Linked DNA regions of Cyprinus carpio: region 2 is linked to region 1. Evidence: chromatin contacts called from public Hi-C data. All regions are on one chromosome and are shown on one strand. The core of a region is the stretch at or near the end of the contact, and the rest is flanking DNA. Distances in the headings are between cores, read along the strand shown. Region 1 has its middle 32 kb from the start of LOC109098170. Region 2 holds the start of LOC109080769 (mRNA decay activator protein ZFP36L2-B-like).

Region 1 (4,333 bases), core at 819-3,318:
ACTTTTTACTCTGTTTCCTGATTCTCAGATTTTCTTCATGGGAAAAGACACTAGTTACCTCACACCTAGACTTTATGACTATACAATATACAGTCTATACAAAAAGCATTGTTATTGTCCATTATTAGTCAACTGTGGTTACAAGTTTCGTCTTTACCAACACAGTTCAACAATTCTGTGATTCTTGAATACATACAGTAGTTTTAACAAATTTTCACAAACAGAATTACAAAGTCTTGTGGCTGAAACTTCAGCTCTCAGTACATTCTTTATCTTTTATTCCATATGCATACAAATTTCATTCCACGTCTTTTAGTCTGTCTAGAGAATGAAAGCACCATTTATGAAGAGTGAGTTCTACACCGTCAAAACAACTTTCTTCAAACAACAAAGTTACTATGGCTTTGGGGAAATATTATACTTCATTTCTCAAATGTTGCATCATACTATGGTTTTTCAGCAGCAATTAATGTAATTGTAAAGGGGAAAAAACATAATAATAACAACCAGACTATTTAGTGGACTATTGTTTTGTTTGTCAGGTTAATGGCATAAACTGTTTCAAAAGAAATTATGAAAGATCTACCCACTAATTTTGCTGGTCCACAGTGGTTTATTAAACACTGTGTTTTAATGATTTGAACTGATTTTTTATTGTGGTAGTTGATACATATTTAAGATTTGCCTGCCTTTAAATGGCACATAAAAACAAAACAAACTGTGACTGGTTTGCTTTATGTAGGTCAACTTTGCTTTATGCAAGTTGGTCAAACGATTACTTTGTGTATAAGTTGGTGATCTTTGGCTGGAATAACTGGACCAGACTTTATATTGATAATCAGACATCTGACTGTGTAAAACTAAAAAAATGTCATGTGTCTCCTCTAGAGTTTTCACAAAAGATCTTAAAGATCTTATTTCTGGAAACAAAAGAAGTTATTTTTATCTAAATATTTAATACATATCTATACACTAAAGTCAACTGTTTTCTTATTTCTACTTTTTCTACTAATGTCTACTTTTATTTATCCAGTGGCGTTTTGGGCAGTCAAAAATGAACTGAATCATAACTTGGAACATCACCTGCCCTCCAGAGCAATGAAAGAGTAACCCTGAGCCATAATACTTTCCTATGGGAATGTGTTTCAGACACAAGTTGTGCTTTGCCTCAGTGTGATTGCAAGTATAATTAAATAGAGGCTTCTAAGAAAGTTCCCTGAAGTGTAGCGCATTAATATGAACTGACAAAAAATCAGTTCAGACTTGTTGTTGAACTAACAGTTTGTTGCCTGAAGGACAGGAACACGGCTTTAGATCGAAGGTTTAGGGGTGTGACAGACTCTCTCTCTCTCTCTCTCTCTCTCTCTCTCTCTCTCTCTCTCTCTCTCTCTCTCTCTCTCTCTCTCTCTCTCTTCCCGTTTCACTCCTGGCTTTCTCTTTTTCTCTTTTCAGTTGGATTAATGGCTTACAGCTGGTAGTGTTTAGCATCTGTAAGTGGTGTACAATATATAGTGTGTGTGTGTGTGTGTGTGTGTGTGTGTGTGTGTGTGTGTGTGTGTGTGTGTGTGTGTGTGTGTGTGTGTGTGTGTGTGTGTGTGTGTGTGTGTTTTGGGGAGGCGGGTTTGCAGGCTTGAACCAAAAGGAGTGTAAAAATGTATACGCCATTTCCTGTCCGCTCATGAATTGTACAGAATGTTCTTGGGTTCTGGCCAACACGTATAGAGGAAGAATCCCTCCCCCTTGACTCCCTGTATCTCTGCCTATCCTTCAATGGTAGTGATGAATCATTAGGTTTTGGCAGCCCAATGAGGGAACTTGTTACACTCAGATTAGGTAACCAAGGTTTATGAGTAGACACACACCAGACCTCGTATATAAAATGTATGTCGGGTGACCGCCTGACTCTCATGCCCCGATAAAGTGCATGTGTGGCATGTGGTTGTGTGTGAGAGAGCGCACGAGTGGCAACCACAGCTCAGGGTGGGGACGCTGTTCTCCATTCAATAACTGCACCGCATCCATCAATGCTGGGAAAACATGCTTTAATAACGGCCAGGCCCTGCTGCTGACCTGGACTGTTTGCGCTTTCAATCCATGGTTTATTTTCCCCCGCAGTGGAGCGCGGGGACCGTGCCAAGCTTACACTGGCCTGCGAAGACTGGCCGCGCTGGGCTGCCAGGTCTTACATAAGACCCCCAGGATGCACGGGTCTCCAGAGCCACTGGAGGAGACAGGGCATGACGGGGTTTTGTCTCTGAGGGGTGCAAGAGTGATTTGTGGCCGACTTTTTGCTTCTTTGTGTCAAAAGCATGTAAAGTGTGGAACTGGTGAAGAATAAGCGTGTGTGTGGGCATGTGCTGTTTTATGGTATTGGTATGGAAAGTTATTGTCATTGTGAACTACAGGATATTCTTGTAGGTAAAATATGGAAGAATTAGAGAGGAATCAGTATATTTTACTAGAAGGTGAATGATCGTACACACACACACAGACGTTATTATATTATATTATATTATATTATATTATATTATATTATATTATATTATATTATATTATATTATATTATATTATATTATCGTTCAAAAATTTGTGGTCAGTAAGGTTTTTTTTATTTCAAGAAATTAATACTTTGATTCAGCAAGGATGCATTAAAGTGACAGTAAAATCATTAATAATCTTACAAAAGATTTATATTTTAGATAAATGCTTTCTTTTGAATTCCCTTTCTTATCAAAGAAGTGATAAAGAAAAGTCACAGTTTTCAACACTGATAATAATAAGAAATGTTTATTGGGATGATAGTTATATTTATGTAACTTTTTCCTGTGAAATTGGAGTGATGATTGTGGTAATTATGCTTTAAATTGAGTTATTTAAATTTTAAAATATATTAAAACAGTAAAATTAACATTCTATTCTATTCTATTCTATTCTATTCTATTCTATTCTATTCTATTTTTATATTTTAAATTTTATTTTTGTTAAAATCATTAAAAAAACATTATTTTTTGTTGTTTTGTGTTTATGGTAAACATTCAGTATCACTATATGGCCATCTGATACCATCTGTACCTGGGTATCACCACAGTAAGGGTTTGCCTAGAATGTAAGAACACATGTAACAAGAGTCTGTGGGTCTAACTCATCAGTCCTAGCCCCTTCTGACCCTCCACACGTTTCACCTCTGTCTGTGACTATCAGCTGGTTTATTTGTTTTGGTGTTCTGTGTGTTCAGCAATCAGCATTGCTGCTGTAGTTGCTGATTGCCGTGTGTTAATGAGGTCAAGGTGGCAAACCCTGTTCTGTATGTGTGACATAAACAAATATAGTTACAATGGAAGGATTTATACAAGTCTGTCCTCCGCCTCACACACACACACACACACACACACACACACACACACACACACACACACACACACACACACACACACACACACAGCAACAATGAAGTAGCACTGCTCCAAATGTCTCAGTTTGTCTAATGCATCCTATCACTCATGTTTGTGTATGGTTTACTGATTAATGGTTCATAGGGGTGACATATCTTGGTTGCAAAAGTTCCTCAAAAACCATCACGTTAATGCTTTCCGGGTTCAGTTAGGACATGTATTACTCAAATATCCGTATCTAGACACTATTGCGCCTTCTTTTTTAGAGTTGTGTCAACTGTTGATTTATCTCCTTTTTTGCCTCACAACAGAGCCCTCTAAATGATTCCATAGAGGTTTTGATGTGTACTTTCAGATTTCTGAAGAATTACTTCTTGGACTACTACTACTATTCTGTTGATTAAGCACCAGATGAGTGAATTTGACAGGTAAAACCACCACTAGATGGCACTCTGATACTGTACGAGTAATCTGCAAAGCTGTTGCTATTTCTAAACCCTTAGCATTGAAACTTGACATGATGATTGAGAGATCATACTGAGCTCTCAGCCTGTTGCACAAACACAGTTTGGTGATCCTAAAATGGCGAGGTCAGGAACAAACAGTTCTTCTGGACAATTAGTTCAGTTTTGTGGATCTCAGTAGAGGGTTGAGGACAAACTCTGAGATGCAGAACATTATAAATGGAGATACAGTAGACCGTCAGTCACATTGCTTAGCAAATAATCATTCTTTAATGGGCTATTTCAAGTTAGTGCTGAGCACATAGTCATTTAGGCCAATTATAGCCCCTGACTGCATGCTGTTAAGCAATTAGAGGAGTGAGTGACAGAGTGTAGCAATGTAGCACTGCATGCTTAGTGTAGCATTCTAAGACTTGATTGTTATTTTTATTTTTATTTTTTTTTATTCATTCTTACAGTATTTAACTCTGTGCTTTA
Region 2 (4,333 bases), core at 607-3,106, 120 kb after region 1:
AACAAACTGCACCGGTGGAATGCCTTCAAAGCAGTTCAAACAGACTAATGCCATGTCAAGCGTCTGACAAACAGATCCATCTCCCTCGAGATTAAAAAGTCTATTGCTGAGCCTGAACTATATATCTAACGGTAGACTCCTCTGCTATCGAGTCCACTACCAAAAAAAAAAAAAAGCGGATCAATCATCGGAAATCGACAGCCTGCTGAAGATGGGCAAACGCCTCCCGCCGTCCAGACTGGGAGACTCGGAGCCGCTGAGACTTCCGGAGGAGCTGAGCGAGCCGCTGGCGTAGCTCTCCCGGTCAGAGATGCTGTCGGGCGGGCTGGGGGGCGAGTCGAACACCGGCGACTCCGACAGGCGCTGGAGGGACTGCAAGTGGCCGAGGCCGTCGCCCATGTTGACCTGAAGGTTTCCGTAATAACTGTTGTGCGTGTGCACGGCCAGCGGCGCGAGCAGGGCTTTGAGGTCTTGGCCGGGGAAAGAGAAGGCACTGTTGCGGGTCGACGAGAGAACGTCTTCGTAGAAGTTAGTTGCGCAGGAGGAACCATTGGAGCACGGGGGAGGGGGGGTTCGGGACGTGGGGCTTTCGAGGAGGGGGGAGTCGAGTCCGTGGTGGTGGTGGCTGGAGAAACCCGAGAAGCTGAGGCTGTGGTGGAGTTTCGGTCGCTCCCTGAAGGCTCCCGCCGCCTGCTGCTGCCCGTAGCCGCACAGCGGCTCCCCCCGGGCGGACTTGGGGGACTCTCCCTGCATGCTGTTGGCGTTGCTCGGCGCTGGTCTGCGCTCGTCGGCGTTGTGGATGAAGTGGCAACGCGGGCCGTAAGGGCAGAAGCCGATGGTGTGGAAAGTGCGACATGGCTCGGTTTTGTACTTCGGGTGGCGAGACAGGCTTCTCAGCTCGTGGTAGCCGTGCGCGAACTGGCACTTCTCGCCGTACTTGCACGCTCCGTTTTCCTCGAAGGGCCTGCAGAGCTCCGTCTTGTAGCGGGTGGAGTTGATCTGCGAGCCCGGCTTCTGCTGCAGCACTTGCAGCTGCTGCTGGCCGCGGTCGCCGCTCTCGCTGTAGGCACGGTCGCGAAACTTGTTCTCCTTATTCATGATAGCGTTCTCCTTCATGCTGCTGAAGGAGCTGGCTGGGTACTTGTTGCAGTTCGTCATGGACTCCATGTTGCTGGTGGAGTTTCGGCGGAAGAATCCTGACGCGTACGAGTTGCAGTTGTTGCTGCTGCTGCTGGTGGAGGTTGTTACCGGGGCCCCGACAGCTTTCTTATCCAGCATGCTGTTAATGTGTATGGCGTTAATGTTGAGGCTCTTCTCCTGCTGTGCAGAGGAGAAACAAAGTTAAAACCAATGCAAAGTAGTTGCAAAACCATTTATGTACGTTACTTGTCTCAGCCATGCATGGATTCGTTACGGCTAAAACTTCTCGAATCGTCAAAAAGTCCAAGCAGAGATCATATGCAAGTAGTGTTTTGTTAAATCAGCAACGTACCTTGTACAGCATGTCGATGTCGTAGAAAGCGGACAGGATGGTCGCAGACATTTCTGTTTCTTCAGAAGAAGACAGTCGCAGATGATCTCTCATTTGAGGACCGACCTGGAGCCTTTGGATACCAAGGCGTTTAGTTTGCCACTGGCTTAGAGTTTGTGCAAGAGATGCGGAACAAAAAGAAAAAAGCCTAGTCTCAGATGTGTTCTGAAACTCAGAGAGGGAAGGCTGAGTTCCTCGTTGCGTTTTTGTTGTTAGTCTTCTCCCACCGCGCAGTGCCGAGCCAGAACAGTAAAGAGTCTGCTTTTCTCCGCACATATAAGCTTGGGGCAGCGCGTAAAGAGGAGGAGCTCGCAAACTCACTGCGAAAGTTGCATCAAAGCTACGCCCTGCTTTTACGAGTGTCGCCGGGACTATGCACCCCTCCTGAAGGCGCACATTCACTCTCACGGCAGCTCTCCAACACTGCACAACTTAAAAGATGAATTCAATACAATCAACATATATTTTTAAACCTAGAAAAGTTAATAAATGCTTCAAAAATAATATATAAATACTACCACATTATGTGTGGTTTTACAAATATACGTTTATTAAATATACGCATTATATTAACCCCATATTCGTATAGGAAAAGCACATGGCATCCCATTTAAACAAAATGTTAACAGTGAGGAAAACTGGTGGAAGAAACCTCTATCGCGCATACTCGCGCAGTGTTGACACTTGGCGTACACGAGACTCGTGCGCGCGCAAGACTGGTCGCTCTGATATCAGGAAATGTTTAGTGGGTGAGTGCGATTGCATAATCTAGACCGAGAGGCCAGTGTTTGAAGCTGTGCCAGGTCTGATGCATAGAGTGCGAAACTATGACACTTATCTGCATGTGAAGTTTTCCTCTGCTTATCTTTCCCTGTATAAATAAAGTCCACTTTAGCCTAGAAATGTGTTTTTAAATAAACAATGATGTACATTTGATAATTAATTCTCGTAGTTTTTTGCATTGTATCCTTAATTTAGAAAACACAGATATAAGTTTCAACACGTTGCAAGAAAATAAATATCAAATCCTTCAAGAAACTCAAACTCTCAACTCTAATAAAAACGACACAATACTGCCCCCTTACGGTGTCAATGCTTATCGTCGAAAAAAAGGGCTTGGGCGCCACCTACAGGCATATATATATATATATATATATATATATATTATATATATATATATATATAATATATATATATATATATATATATATATATATATATATATATATATATATATATATATAAAATTCACTTCACATTCCCTCGTTTTTTCCCCATTCCAGTTCCCATTGCATATCTCAGCAGTACTCTTGTCACATCTATACATAAATGAAAAAAAGAAAACAAAAAAACAAACAAAAAAAAAACTCCAGATCCTGGTGAGGGGAACAGCATGTGTGATTTTACCCACCCTGTGTGTGTGTGTGTGTGTGGGAGGAAAATGGCTGCTGACATTCCAAAACATTACATCATTTTACAGTTAAAAGGGAACATTGCTACTACAGCCCCTGAAGGCAGTCCAGCTGTCTACTTAGCAAACGGACACCAGACTATTTTGCTCTGATTGCATAACACACAGGAGGAGCAACCAAATAATTTAGTGTACTAAAAACAGTTTTGCTATGCATTAAAAATACAACAGCTTGCTCGTGTGAAAACGTCACACTGAAAACACAGCTGAGGAGAATAAAACCTCTCATATTCTCAGTATCGCAAACACACATTAGTGTATAAAAGTAATCCCAGTCAAATGAACATAATAAACTTTATTTGAATTAAAAAAGCTTGTGGTTATGCCTGCATGCAATTCAGCTCTCAAAGAGGAAAACCACTGTGAGATTAAAATAGGTTCATAATGCACCTCTCTTTTCATTTTCTGTATCTTTCACAGTCATCTAAGAAGATGTAAGTGTATCTAGAAGATTCTGAGCCAGTGACGTTCTCTCTTTCAGGAGCGATATCTTGGCATACTCGATGGGGGCTGAAGCCTGGGGCAGTGCAGAGAGGGCTTTCATTGAACGCTGAGCCGCCAGGTTATTGCTCTTTGCGATGACTGATAGTCGGTCCAGTTCTGCAGCGCCTACGCCAGGTGAATGTGTCACTTTTATGAAGGCAGAGAGGTGTCCGTGAAACATTCGTGCCCATAACAAAGGCTTGTCCCACAGGTTAAGATCTCCCTTCTCAAAGAAGACGTCCTCATCCTGGAAAAAAAAAAGAGAGAGAGAGAATACGAAGAACTTACATTCTTAAACTAGATTTTCTGAAGACAATGTGAGCAGGGCATTGAGAGTGGAGACAATGGGCACTTTAAGGGTGTTGCTATGTTTGCTAAGGTGTTTTGAGTGAGTAGGGTGTTCTGGGTGATTTCTAGGGTGTTAACAAGTAAATGCTTATTGGCCCATTTTATTAGACAGGTCATATAAAGTACAACAGTTGGTTCTGAAACTAAAAATCCAATTTATAGATACTGAACCATAACTTATACACCTTTAAAGACAGAATCACTGTGAGCAGTGAGGTTGTAAATCAATGGTATATGATTTTGTTGAAGCGTTTACTCCATTACTTCAACTAATTTTTTTAAATAATCATGTTTAATAGAGGAATTCCTGGTGGGATGATTCTGCAGAGTAATGCACAAATCACAAAAGAATTCTTTAGCACCCGTAATGACATACTTGACTCAGTCTCTATATGCTCTCAAGTTATTTCAATATTTGTATGTTAATACATAGTTTGCAATAAACAAAATATATTGTTTCTATTATGTCATTAAAGCCGTGGATGGGCACTGTTGCACTC

What was found. A called contact is a pair of places that touch in the nucleus more often than the background predicts.
Region 2: a contact with region 1 is called in a Hi-C map of skeletal muscle, with 5 times the contacts expected there. The contact joins the promoter of LOC109080769 here to the enhancer-like site in region 1. A contact is called at or near these places in 3 of 8 Hi-C or Micro-C datasets (liver and skeletal muscle).

What each region holds. Positions count from the first base shown.
Region 1 is chrA13:7,063,758-7,068,090 of ASM1834038v1, forward strand. No RefSeq gene overlaps it. Among protein-coding and RNA genes, the nearest start is that of LOC109098170, 32 kb to the left of the region's middle. Within about 2 kb of position 2,069, at least 1 of the 8 cell types and tissues checked has an H3K27ac peak or open chromatin away from gene starts, as enhancers often do. A contact at or near this core is called in skeletal muscle, where this site is marked.
Region 2 is chrA13:7,186,800-7,191,132 of ASM1834038v1, forward strand. LOC109080769 (mRNA decay activator protein ZFP36L2-B-like) reads right to left here and starts at 1,857. Exons shown (of 2, transcript XM_042768502.1): 1 at 1,493-1,857; 2 at 1-1,317. The coding sequence starts at 1,807. The coding sequence ends at 181. LOC122147188 (a long non-coding RNA gene) reads right to left here. Exons shown (of 10, transcript XR_006161470.1): 10 at 3,283-3,732.